Regions from separate parts of the Rattus norvegicus genome. Here region 1 is linked to region 2. A link is a contact called in public Hi-C data. All regions are on one chromosome and are shown on one strand. Each heading gives the region's core, a stretch centred on a gene start, on an enhancer-like site or on the middle of the called end of the contact. The rest is flanking DNA. Distances are from core to core; before and after follow the strand shown. Region 1 overlaps Slc44a2 (solute carrier family 44 member 2). Region 2 holds the start of S1pr5 (sphingosine-1-phosphate receptor 5).

Region 1 (6,464 bases), core at 2,827-5,326, 110 kb before region 2:
CTATATGGTGACTCACAATCATCTATAAGTCCAGTGCCAGGAGTCTTCTGCCTCTGCAAGCAACAAGTATGTACCTTGGTACACAAACATTATCACTCTATAGACTAGGCTGGCCTTGAACTCACAGAGGTCTGCCTGCCTCTGCCTCTGGAGTGCTGGGATAAAAGGCCTTTGCCACCATATCCATCCTAGATTTTTTTTTAATTAAAAATATTTTAGGGGTTGGGGATTTGGCTCAGTGGTAGTTTGCCTAGCAAGCGCAAGGCCCTGGGTTCAGTCCCCAGCTCCGAAAAAAAAAAAAAGAAAAAAATATTTTAAAAATACTTATTATTGAGCCAAGCAGTGGTGGTGCACTCCATTAATCCTAGAATTCAGGAGGTAGAGGCAGGCTAATCTCTGAGTTCAAGGTCAGCCTGATCTACAGTGATATTTCCAGGACACTCAGGGCTACACACAGAAACCTGTCTTGAAAAAAAAAACTAAAATAAAAGTATTTGTGTTTGTGTCTGTGTTTGCATGTGGGTGTCCAAGAAGACCAGTATGTCAGGGCCCCTGGAGCTGAAGTTATAGGAGGTTGTATTTGGCTGACGAAGAAGCTGGGAACCAATCTTGTCCTCTATAAGAGCAGAATACACACAAAACCCTTGAGCCTTTTCTCCAGCCCCAGCCCCTGTACTATTTCTTCCTCCTCTTCTTCTTCTTCCTCCTCTTCCTCCTCCTCTTCTTCTTCCTCCTCCTCCTCCTTCTCCTTCTCCTTCTCCTTCTCCTTCATCTTCATCATCATCATCATCATCATCATCATCATCATCATCATCATCTGCTATTTTGAATGTGTAGGTGCCATTCAGGTGCTGGGCATAGAACCAGGTCCTCTGGAAGCAGCAGCCAGTCCTCTTAATAGCTGAACCATCTCACTTCAGTTTGCAGCTTTAAAAATAAGCAAAGGGGTTGGGGATTTAGCTCAGTGGTAGAGCGCTTGCCTAGTAAGGGCAAGGCCCTGGGTTCAGTTCTCAACTCCGAAAAAAAGAAAAAAAATAAAAACAAGCAAAAACAACAGAAAAAGAAACAACTTTTTGTGTGTGCTAGGGCGTGTGGAGCTCACAACTGTCTATAATTCCAGAGGACCCTAAGCCCCACTTCTGGTCTCTGAGACCAAGGAGGCATAGGCATAGGGCACAGATATACATGCAGACAAAATGCCCAAAAACATAAAAACAATTTAAACAGTAAATGTATCCTGATCTTTCGAAGGAACCAGTCGATTTCCAGCCTTGACAAGGGGCCTCATGACCTCTAGTCCAACCCCAGGGGCTCCAATGCCTGCTGCTGGTCTCTATGGAAAACTGCATCCACATGGCATACACTCACCCAGAAACACAGAAGCTACAAAATAGACTAAAGGAATATGCACTTCCCTCCACTGTGACGCTTGGTGCAGGTGCAGGGTCCGCCTGTGTCCAGGGCAGTTACTGAGGGGAGGAGAGGAGAAGCAAGCGGCTGTTCCTGGACCCTAGGAATGAGTGGAAGCTTTTTTTCACTAGGGTCCTACAGGAGCCAACAGAAGCTGCAGGGCACGCTTTGGCAGTAAACTCCAGGCTGTTTTCTATCTCTCCTTCCCTCTGAGATACCCTCCCTCCCACAGCATCCCACATCCCTATTAACCACACCAGGTCAGTATCTGTACAAGAGGCACTTTATTAACTGGCTGGAATGCAATTACGTAAGCACAGGGCAGGGCATACAAGAGAAGGGTGGGGCGCGATGGCACACAGGCAGGCATAGGAAAGCCTGGGCCTCCAGGCTGGGAGCCTCTGGTTTCCAACATCCTGGTATCTCACGGATAGCCATAGTGGGGTGAGGGGAGGGTCTTAGCATATGATAGGTAAAGTGAGGAACCAGTCTACTGGCCCCCAAGATTAAGAAGTTTGGCAAACAGAGTCTCTAGTTTCAAGTGAAAGAAACCAGATAGGCCTAGTTAACTTGGAATACACAACACACCCACACCTCATCCCCTGAAACCATCCCTTGGGTGAACTTCAGTTTCTTTCCTCTCACAAAGAGGGCAGTGTGTATTACTGGAAGAGAGAGGGGTGGGGAGGCAGACCCTATTTTCACTCATTTTCCAACCTCAAGTTTTCCGTTTGGAAGCCATCAGTCAAAGGTACTCTGTAGGATCTAAGTACAGAAGCCTGTTTTCCAGAGCCACTCCCAACCCCCACCACCGCTCTCGTTCCTTGCACAGGGCCCTCCTCCCGGATGGATGTTTATCTGGAAAACTCCTCCAGTTCTGGGTACACACTCCTTCCTGTGACCCCAGCCACCCCAGGCTGGAGGTGGGGTTACATGTGAAGGCACTCTTGGTGACTCCACTCAGCTATGGAGCCTGGTGGAAGAGAAGCAGGTGGGCCTCTTACCGTCTGTCTAGGCTGCAAAGGACTAAGAGTGAGACATGTTATTTGTTGGCCCTTAGGCGACATCAGCCAGTCGTGGAGATCCAGTTTTATTCTGGCTAGGAAGCTTGGAGCTAGTGTTCATTGAGCTCGTCTCATCCAGTCTTCCCCTCTTGGCCAGAAGGGTTACCGAAATACAAAGAAGTTGGCTGCACACATCCTCGGGCCATCTCCCATCCTCAACTTCAAGTCGCTTCGCCATATTGGCACCGTCTGAGCCAGCAAGGATTGGAGAGACCCATTCTGTCCCATTTCCCAGGGCTGCACCGAAAACTCCCAAGTGCCCTTTGGCATAGGACAGAGATGCCCCAATTCCTCTGGGTCCCTGGAAATGGGGACTCGGGGAGGGTGGCAGAGAGGCAGTGATGTGACGTTACACAAGTCTGATGAGCTGGGAACTGGGACCCAGCTGCACAGCAAGCACCGGATCACAGCGTCCTGAGAGGGCTGGGCGGCAGGCATCTTTAGGATTCTGCTACTTTCTTGTTGGTTTTATTCAGGAGTTTCTTGAGAGTGGAAGACATGAAGTAAGGCCTCTCGGCTGAGCCGTCGTTTCTCTCCAGATCCTCCACTGTGGACAGAGCCCCAAAGCACGTGATGTGAGAGGGAGTTGACAGGAAGGCGTGGGGGTTGGGGACGGGGAACAGGGGAACAGAGGGCCGTAGAGAAGCCTCAGGGTTAGAACGCAACACACAGGAGCACAGGGCGTAGCAGCAAAGGTCTGTTACCCAAGGTATTTAAGAAGCCGAAACAGAACAACGCCAGCCTCAAGGCCTGCTTTCACTACCTTAAGGTCAAGGCCAGCCTGGGCAACCGAGTGAGACATTGTCTCAAACTACAAAGTTAACAAGGCCAGGGCTTAGTTTAGTGGCAGAACACTTGCCTAGCATCCCCCAGCGAGGGGCTGGGGACAGCTACGGCCTAACATTACCCAGAGAGGGGCTGAGAGCGTGGCTCAGGGGCTGAGCCCCTGCCTAGTCCCCCCACCCTCCAAGAGACTGGGGGCGTGGCTCAGCGGCTGAGTCTCCGACTAAACGCCCCAGTGAGAGGATGGATGGGCTTTCGGCTCCGGGATAGGATGACTGCCTAGTTTTGCAAAAGAAAGGGATGAGGAAGGACTACAGGAGCCCCACGTTCCCAGTCAAAGAAGCACCATCACATGCACAAACCCGGTCTCCAGAGGCCCACTGGCCAGCTTGCCAGTCTCCCTCACTCTCTACTCCTCCTCAACTTCCTCCTGCTTGCCCGCCTGCGAACTCCCCTTCAATAGGATGTCTTTCAGCTCGGGCGACATGAAGTAGGGTCGCTCCTGAGAGCCGTCATTCCTCTCAAGGTCCTCACCTGGGCCCCCCAGGAACCAGCAGGGGTGGAAAATAGGGTGGTCAGGAAAGAAGGGGGTTGGAAAAGGGAGGCAGAGGAAAAAACGGAAAAGAAGCCAGCAGGCATGGGGGGGAGGAAGGGGAGGAGGAAGAAAAAGACACGTGGAGACCAGAGTTAGTGGCACCCATGAACCCTGCACTAGTCCCCAACAAAGCCAGAAATTTCAAAGCCACAGACCCAGGGGATAGAATATTCCAGCTATGTCTGGACAGGCGGGTGAGGAACAGTTAGCTTGAAGTGTGGTGAGGAGGCCAGGAAGGCATGCGTGGGCCTAGAAGGAACACCTCTGGCCCTGGGGGACTCTGGGGTGAGGGTGGCTTTGTGCTTTCATTAGAGGGAGGCATTTCCTGTCCTCTGGGGAGAAGGAAGTCAGGGCCCCTGGTGTGCTGAGATAAAGGGGTCACTCACAGAAACAGAGGAACAGTGTGTCCACGCACATGCCATAGACGCTGAAGAAGCCGTGCGCGATCAAGTAGGAGCCAATGATCACTGTCTATTCAAGAGAAAACATCGTTTTTCCAGCTGGCCCCATCACTGTCCTCCCTAGGCTGAGAAACCTCTTACTCTCATGAGCCAAGAGGCAGACTGTATTTACAGAATTCATGGCAATCCCCCTGCCTCATCTTTGAAACATCTGTTTACCTTTTACAAAACATTTGTGCAAGTATCTTGCTGGCATGTTTATATGTGTAGCCTGATAACCCAGAGCATCAGAAGTTGCCAGATCCTCTGGGGCTGGAGGTGAGGACTGAACCCAGGCCCTCTGCAAGAGTAACTGTCCTCTTAACTGCTGAGCTGTCTTTCCAGCCCTAAAAACATTTCCCTCTCAGCTTCATGTGTGGTTCATGCCTTTCATCCCAGCACTTGGAAGACAGAGGCAGGGGGATCTCTATGAGCTCAGGACCAGCGTGGTGTACACAGAGTTGCAATCTGGCCAGGATTACATAGTGAGACCCGGTCTCAAAATAAATCATTTATTTATTCGTCATGCCAATGTGGCTATGATGAGTAAATCACTTCCTGTTTTCCCTCATTTTAGTTTTGATTCTAGGTACGGGCACAGGCACCTAAGAGCAATTGCTCAGGGAGGCCAGAAGAGGACATCAGATCACCTGGAGCTGGAGTTACATAGTCTAGTGCAGTCGCTGGGAATTGAACATGAGTCCTTAGCGAGAGCAACACTGCCCTCCTGCTGCACGGCTGCTGCTCCTGCAAAGGCCCTGGGGTCAATTCTCAGACCCGCATGGCAGTTCACAGTCATCCGTAACCTCACATCCCAGGTCCAGAGAACATGATGCCTTCTTTTGGCCACCATGGGCATCGTGCATGCATGTGATAAACAGACACACATGCAGGCAAAACACCAAAACACATAAAAGTCAGGAAATCGGAAAAAGGGCTGGAGAGATGGCTTAGTGGTTAAGAGCACTGGCTGCTCTTTCAGAGGACCTGAATTCAATTCCCAGCAACCACATGGTGGCTCACAACCATCTGTCATGGGTTCTGATGGTCTCTTCTGGTGTGTCTGAAGCAACAGTGTACTCACATATATAAAGTAAATAAATCTTTTAAAAAACTAAACAATAAAAAAAAATCATAAAAAACACTAAAGGCTGGGTTGGGGATTTAGCTCAGTGGTAGAGCGCTTGCCTAGCAAGCGCAAGGCCCTGGGTTCGGTCCCCAGCTCAAAAAAAAAAAAAAAAAAAAAACAATAAAACAAAAAAACACTAAAGGCGGACTGACCCTGGGCTCCAACCTCATATGTAGCAATGAATAGCCTAGGAAGAGCACCAGTGGAAGGGGAAGCCCTTGGTCCTGCCAAGACTGAACCCCCAGTGACTGTGATTGTTGGGGAGAGGGCGGTAATGGGGGGAGGATGGGGAGGGTAACACCAATGTAGAAGGGGAGGGGGAGGGGTTAGGGGGATGTTGGCCCGGAAACCGGGAAAGGGAATAACAATCAAAATGTAAATAAGAAATACTAAAGTAAATAAAGATGAAAAAAAATTAAAAAAAAAACCAAAATACTAAAGACACACACCTTTAACTATAGCACTTAAGGGCTGGAGAGATGGCTCAGTGGTTAAGAACACTGACTGCTCTTCCAAAGGTCCTGAGTTCAAATCCCAGCAACCACATGGTGGCTCACAACCATTTGTAATGAGATCTGATGCCCTCTTCTGGTGTATCTGAAGACAGCTACAATGTACACATATACATAATAAATGTTTAAAAAAAAAAAAAAAACTATAGCACTTAAGAGGCCGGAGCAGGCAGGTGTCTATGAGTCTGAGGCTAGCCTGGTCTAAATATGGAGTTTCAAATCAGCCAAAGCTTTTGGCTTTAGACTTTTGTCTCAAAATAAAAAACAAAAACACAGAGTTTGAGGCCAGTCTGGTCTACATAGAGAGCTTCAGGTCAGCCAGAATATGTAGACAGATCCTGCCTCAAAACACAAGAAGAGAGCAGGGCAGTGGTGGTATATAGTCCCAGCACATGGGAAGCAAAAGGAGGTGGATCTCTGTGAACTGCAGGCCAGCCTGGTCTACAGAGCAAGTTCCAGATCAGGCAGGGCTACACAGGGAAACCCTGTCTCAAAAAACCGAACAAAATGGGGGGGCGGATACCCTAAATA
Region 2 (5,890 bases), core at 2,065-4,564:
TGAGGATCATCTGTAGAACAGGCTGGGTAGGTACACAGCCTAGACAAGCCTCGGGGCAGGCTGCAGCAGGACTGCGGGGGCCAGGGCTAGTTTCCAGCTGAATCTATGGGTGGGAGTGGGAATTGGGTGCGGTGTTGTGAATGCCTGGGGTGCAGTTGTCCTAATTCCTAATTCCTCTGTTGGAATACAGTGGTGGCAAATAGTACCCATGCTCAAAATTACAGAACTCCTGCTGTATGCACTGTCCATGTCCTGGTAGCGAACCCTGAAGTAGCTCTGTTTCAGCAGCCTCAAAATGACTGACTCGGCTCCATATTCTGCAGACTTTGCCATTCCTCCTCTCAGTTGAGTTATAAAAGGCCTGGGGTTGGGGATTTAGCTCAGTGGTAGAGCGCTTGCCTAGCGAGCGCAAGGCCCTGGGTTCGGTCCCCAGCTCCGGAAAAAAAAGAAAAAAAAAAAAAAAAGAAAAAAAAAAAGAGTTATAAAAGGCCTGTCTGTGTGCAGGGGTCCGTGAGTATCTATCTGGAAAACAGTTCAGGCTGACTGATTCTCAAGATCAGAAGTTTTGTTTTTATTGTTCTCTGTGTTAGAGTTTGGTGTGTGTGTGTGTGTGTGTGTGTGTGTGTGTGTGTGTGTATGCATGTGTGTGTATGCATGTGTGTGTATGCATGTGTGTGTATGCATGTGTGTATGCAGATACTCCAGTGCCAAGGTGTCCCTGTGGAGGTCAGAGGACAACTCTCTGGAATTGGAATTGGTTCAATCCGGTCGTCAGGCTTGGTAGCTGGCTGAGCCATCTGGCAGACCCACAGCAAACAGTGTTACCAGCTGAGCTATCTCATTGGCCCAGGCACAAAGGTTTTAGGCATCTCTGAAGAATAAGGAGGCCAGTAGGGCTGGGACTGAGAGGGTTAGGGTGTATAAGATATCAAGACATGGGGCTGGGTGGGCTACTTAGCCTAAAAGACATAGGGAACCCGGCTGGTTTTGGAGCAGAACAGAGACCAATCCCAGCAGCAACAAGTGTTGGTTCCAGCTGTGAAGTGAAAATTAGAGACAGAAGCACGGATGGTCAGTGTATCTCCTGACATCTGTCCAGGTCGCTGCAGCCTAAGTCCCGGTGTCCTAGTCTATGGGAAAGAAAGAAAGGTGTCTGCAGGAGTGTAGGCAGCTGGGCCTGGGACCTATGGCCCCCAGCGTGCCGGAAGAGTCCCACTGTGCCTGGCAGGGCTCACAGGAGGTGATATTGTCGCCTGGGAGGTGTGAAGCAGCCACCTCCCACACTGCTTCCCCTTTGATACAGAAGACCATTTGTCAAGCTCCTACTGGTTACCAGGAGAGGCCCCGAGACTCGTTTTCCAGGCACAATTCCCTTCCCCCCAAATATATATGCCCGGTCTCTGGAGTTGTGATGAACCAAGCACTTAAGGCCCGACCCATACATCCCATTGGCCATGCTGTCAGGTGCGTGGTTTTGATTGGTTCAAACTGGTAGGAGCGGTTCTGCCCACTGGAACAACTGGGTCTCGAGCCATGGGGATCCCATAGGGGTCTACTTGAGAGAGCTCTCCCAAGAGGTTCAACGGAGGTGTGATCTAGCCTGGGACATTTCGTGATTCCTCCCACGGGCAACAACGCTAGAGTCACTTCCTATGATTTCTAATATGTACTCGCCTCTCACCCCGCCCCCCACAGCTGGCCAGATGGGGCTGGAGTGACCCTGGGCAAAGGGTACAGCCCCCAGGAAGATCATTAAAACAGTCACCAGAAACCAGACTGTGGGCACAGGTCTGAGGTTGGAAGAGCTGGACCCTGGCAGGAATCTCTTGGGAATTAAAGGGGCAGATAAGGGAGGAGGGCGGGTAGTGCTAGCTGAGACTGACCTGCTGGAGGAGTGGCCTGGGAGAGGGGTAGGAGAGTGACACAGACAGCATGGAAGAGAGACACACTCAAAGAGACAGGGAGAAACCACGAGGCTCTGAGAGGAGCCACAAAGATGGATCACTGCATAAAGCACACTCGTGACCTGAGTTAGTCCTGGGGACCCACATGGGGGGGGGGACCAACTTTGACAAGTTGTCCTCTGATCTCCATATACATGACATAGTACACACACGCATGCACATACACAGATACATAAATAAGCGTAATTTTAAGAAAAAATTAAAGCTAGGAATGGTGGTGCACGCCTTTAATTCCAGCATTCAGGAGGAAAAGGCAGGCAGATCTGAGGCCAGCTACAGCGCGAGTTCCAGGACAACCAGGACTACACAGAGAAATCCTGTCTCCAAAAAGAAGGGGGGGGAGGGGAGGAGGGGGAGGAGGAGGGGAGGAGGGGGAAGAGGGGGAAGAGGAGGAGGAGGAAGAAGAAAGGAAGGAAGGAAAGAAAGAAAGAAGGAACGAAAGAAAATTTAAAGAGACCCAGGGGACAGAGATATAGCAGACATCCATTTATCATTTATTACCTTACTCATTCAGAAGTGTTTATTGGCCATAATCTGTGCCCAAGACAGCCTCAAATCCCTGACGCCAGAAACACAAGTGTTAAATTTCATGGTTTAGATCCTAAAGGTTGAAAGAAGTGGGGTGGAGACAGAGAAGCCATAGGGCGGGAGGAATCAGATCCTACTTATTTGGGGACCGGGAAGTTCCCTCCACCTCCACTATCCCTCTTGTACCCGCCCCTTCCCCCTCTTGCCTAGCAGAATGAACGGAAAGTGGGGAAGGGCCCCCGTGCTGCGGAGCAGAGGAGACCTGTCCCCACCTGGTGAGGACCAGAAGACTCCAGCAGCAGCGCCAATTAAAAGTAACTCGTGGGGTTGGGGATTTAGCTCAGTGGTAGAGCGCTTGCCTAGGAAGCGCAAGGCCCTGGGTTCGGTCCCCAGCTCCGAAAAAAAAGAACCAAAAAAAAAAAAAAAAAAAGTATCTCGTAAATTGAGCCCAGGTACTGAGCCCTTAAGGTGTCTTTGGGATGCAGGCTCAGGGGTCCAGACAGCAGGAGACAGACAGGACCCCTTATCTGGAGTAGGAGAGTGGTTCATCTAGAAAAGCCCTCTCTTTCCTGCGATTCTGAGCCCTCCCACCTCGAGTGTCCCGGGGAGGGGATCCGAGGGAGAAGCTAGGACTTGTTGGTACCAGTCGCCGCTGAGGCGCTCTCCGGTGCCGCGGCGGGTGGCACAGGCTGGCAATCCGGGGCTGGAAGAAGGAGGGGGCAATTGCGGGCGTTCGCCAGCACTCGGCGTCGCGGGCCCGCCCTTAGACCTGCCACTTCCAGCCCCGCCCCCGTTGCATCCGTCCAGTGTTCCCAGGCGCACCGCCTAGGGCGCACGACCGGACCTAGGCGCAAGGGTGAGTGTCCAGCACTAGGGGAACTTGCGGCAAGTGGGACGGCTCCTTGGAGCGACTGCAGAGCTGAAAAGGCACAGCGCTCCTTGCTGGGGTTTCTAGATCCTTTATGGAACCTCCCCAGCAGAGAAAACAGAAAACTCCAGGGGTAATCGCAGGCCCCTGCCTGAAGGGAGTGGGGCCCCCAGGAACCCTCCAGCTTAGCCTGACTGGGCTCCTTCAAGCTTTTCCTAGTATCATTCTCATTTCCGGGCATGTCAGGTCACTGCGGGTGTTGGTATAAAAGTCCCATCTACCCTCTCCTGAGTGAACCGAGCAGAGAAAGCTGTTTAACCTGTATCTCTGTATTTGATGCCTCTCCTGCATTCAAAGTGGTTCAGTACTCCAAGTCTATCTGTGCTACTCTGAAACTGTCTGGAACGCCCCCCCCCCCGTTTGCCTTCCAGGCAAATCTGTTTCTTTGAAGCAGGGTCGGGGAACTGTGGTATTGTTTTTGTGGGGTCGTCTTTGTATAAGAGATGGACATCTGTGAGTCTACCTCTATGTAAGGCATCTCTCTGGAGCCTCATTCTGTTCGTCTGTAAAATGGGACTAAGAGGGCCTCAGGATTTGGGTCAGTTTGTAGAAGGCTTGCCTAGTATGCAGAAAGCCTAGGGATTTATGTCCAGATAAACTGAGTGGTGACATGTTCCTGTGACCTCCAAACTCAGGAGGTAAGGCAGGAGGATCAGAAATGCAATATAATTTTCTGCTACATAGTACCCAGCCTGGGGTACCTGAGGCTTTTTTTTTTTAAAGTGTGTCCAAAACTTCTATGAAGAGCATGGTGATGTGTGTGTGTCTTTAATCCCAGCACTTGGGAGGCAGAAACAGTTGAATATCTGTAACTTTCAGGTCAGCCTGGTCAATATAGACCCAGGTCAGCAGGGCTGCAAATGAAGACTGTCTCAAAAACAATTTATTTTAAAATCTCATTTACTTGTGTGTGTGTGTGTGTGTGTGTGTGTGTGTGTGTGTGTGTGTGTGTGTGGTGGATGGGTGGGTGGGACTGTGAATATATGTGTGCCACAAACACCATGAACATGGAGGTCTGAGGACAGCCTGTGAGGATTGGGTTCTCTCTTTATATTGTGTGGGTTCCAGACTTGAGTGGGCACTCCCTTTCCCACTGAGCCATCTTGCCAGGAACCTGTTTTTGTTTATCTGTAAATTGGAACTAAGTGAAGAATTGCTGAGAGGATTAAAGGGTAGGTGATTTAATGACATGTGTGTCTCCGAGGACCTCTGACTCTGTGCAAGGAGTGACCAGGATCAACATTCTCCCGGGTGCTTTGAGGAAACACATTTTCTTCTTTTGTTGTTCTTGTTTTGTTGTGTGTTTGGTGCTTTGTTTTTTGTTTTGTTTTGTTTTTTGTTTTTTTTTTGTTTTGTTTTTTTTTGTTTTTGTTTTTTTTTTTTTTTGAGACAGGGTTTCTCTGTGTGGTCCAAGCTGTCCTGGAACTCACTTTGTAGACCAGGTTGGCCTCGAACTCACAGAGATCCACTTGCCTCTGCCTTCCAAGTTAAAGCCGTGCCCCACCGCTACCACCCAGCAACATTTGAAAAAACAAAAACAAACAAACAAACAAACAAAAACAAGGAAAAGCCTATGTATTTCTCATGTGCAGTATGGGGCACTGGGCCCCAGGCTGGTTGTGGGTGGAGGTTGTGAAATTGTGCTACTGGGCGTGAGACCATTCTCAGGGCTGAGCCCCTGTGGTGGCTTCTGTCACTGTGAAATGTTTCATGCGGAAATAAACTCTCATGTTCCCCTGCAGTTTGGAATGGGGAGGAAGCCAACGCTGAGGCTGGAGTTCAGGGTCACCTGAGCATGTTAGTCTTCCACTGAGCTACAGGTCCCCAGCCAGGCCAGTGTGTCCATGTCCTGTCCGTGTGGAACCCCCTTCCCTGTTTGGTGTCCCTATCTGTGGTTGTCTTTACAGCGGCGATTTTCTGAATTCTCATTTGTTTATGGGTGTGTATGCATCTGGATGTGTCTCTGCTTTTGTGTTACAATAGTTCCTTTTGGTTTTATTTGATCTTGACCCAGAGTCTGGGAGCCCAAGCTGCCCTCAAACTTACTATGTAGCTAAAGATAATCTTGAAGTCCTACCCCCCATCTGGCAATTGCTGGGGGACAGATGTGCATTAGATGCCCAGCTTACACCTCCACCAACTTTCCAATAGTCACCCTCTGTGCCGTTTCTAGAGTGCTGGATTACAGGTAGGTGCCTTTTAAAAACCAAACACTTTAACTTTTATTTTGTGTGCTGTGTAGGTCAGAAAACAACTTTTGGGAGTCACAGGTCTCCTCCCATCGTGTAGGTCCTGGGGATTAAACTCAAGCCATCAGTCTTGGTGGCAGGCACAGCACTGAGCCTTCTTGCTGGGGTGTTGCTGTTCTTTTGATTTGGGGCATTTATCCCAAGCTAGCTAGCCTGGAACTCATTATGCAGCCAGGGGTGCTTTTGCTTCTAAAGTGACTTTTTTTGTTTTTTATTTTTTA

Evidence for each region. A called contact is a pair of places that touch in the nucleus more often than the background predicts.
Region 1: a Hi-C map of Schwann cells shows a contact between it and region 2, with 6 times the contacts expected there. The contact joins the enhancer-like site here to the promoter of S1pr5 in region 2. A contact is called at or near these places in 6 of 12 Hi-C or Micro-C datasets (Schwann cells, hepatocytes, kidney and 2 more).

Annotation. Positions count from the first base shown.
Region 1 is chr8:28,176,708-28,183,171 of GRCr8, reverse strand. It overlaps Slc44a2 (solute carrier family 44 member 2), which reads right to left. Exons shown (of 22, transcript NM_001134715.1): 21 at 4,239-4,323; 22 at 1,676-3,021. The coding sequence ends at 2,915. Among named protein-coding and RNA genes, the nearest start is that of Slc44a2, 16 kb to the right of the region's middle. Within about 2 kb of position 4,076, at least 8 of the 93 cell types and tissues checked have an H3K27ac peak or open chromatin away from gene starts, as enhancers often do. A contact at or near this core is called in Schwann cells and liver, where this site is marked.
Region 2 is chr8:28,065,293-28,071,182 of GRCr8, reverse strand. It overlaps S1pr5 (sphingosine-1-phosphate receptor 5), which reads left to right and starts at 3,314. Exons shown (of 3, transcript NM_021775.2): 1 at 3,314-3,348.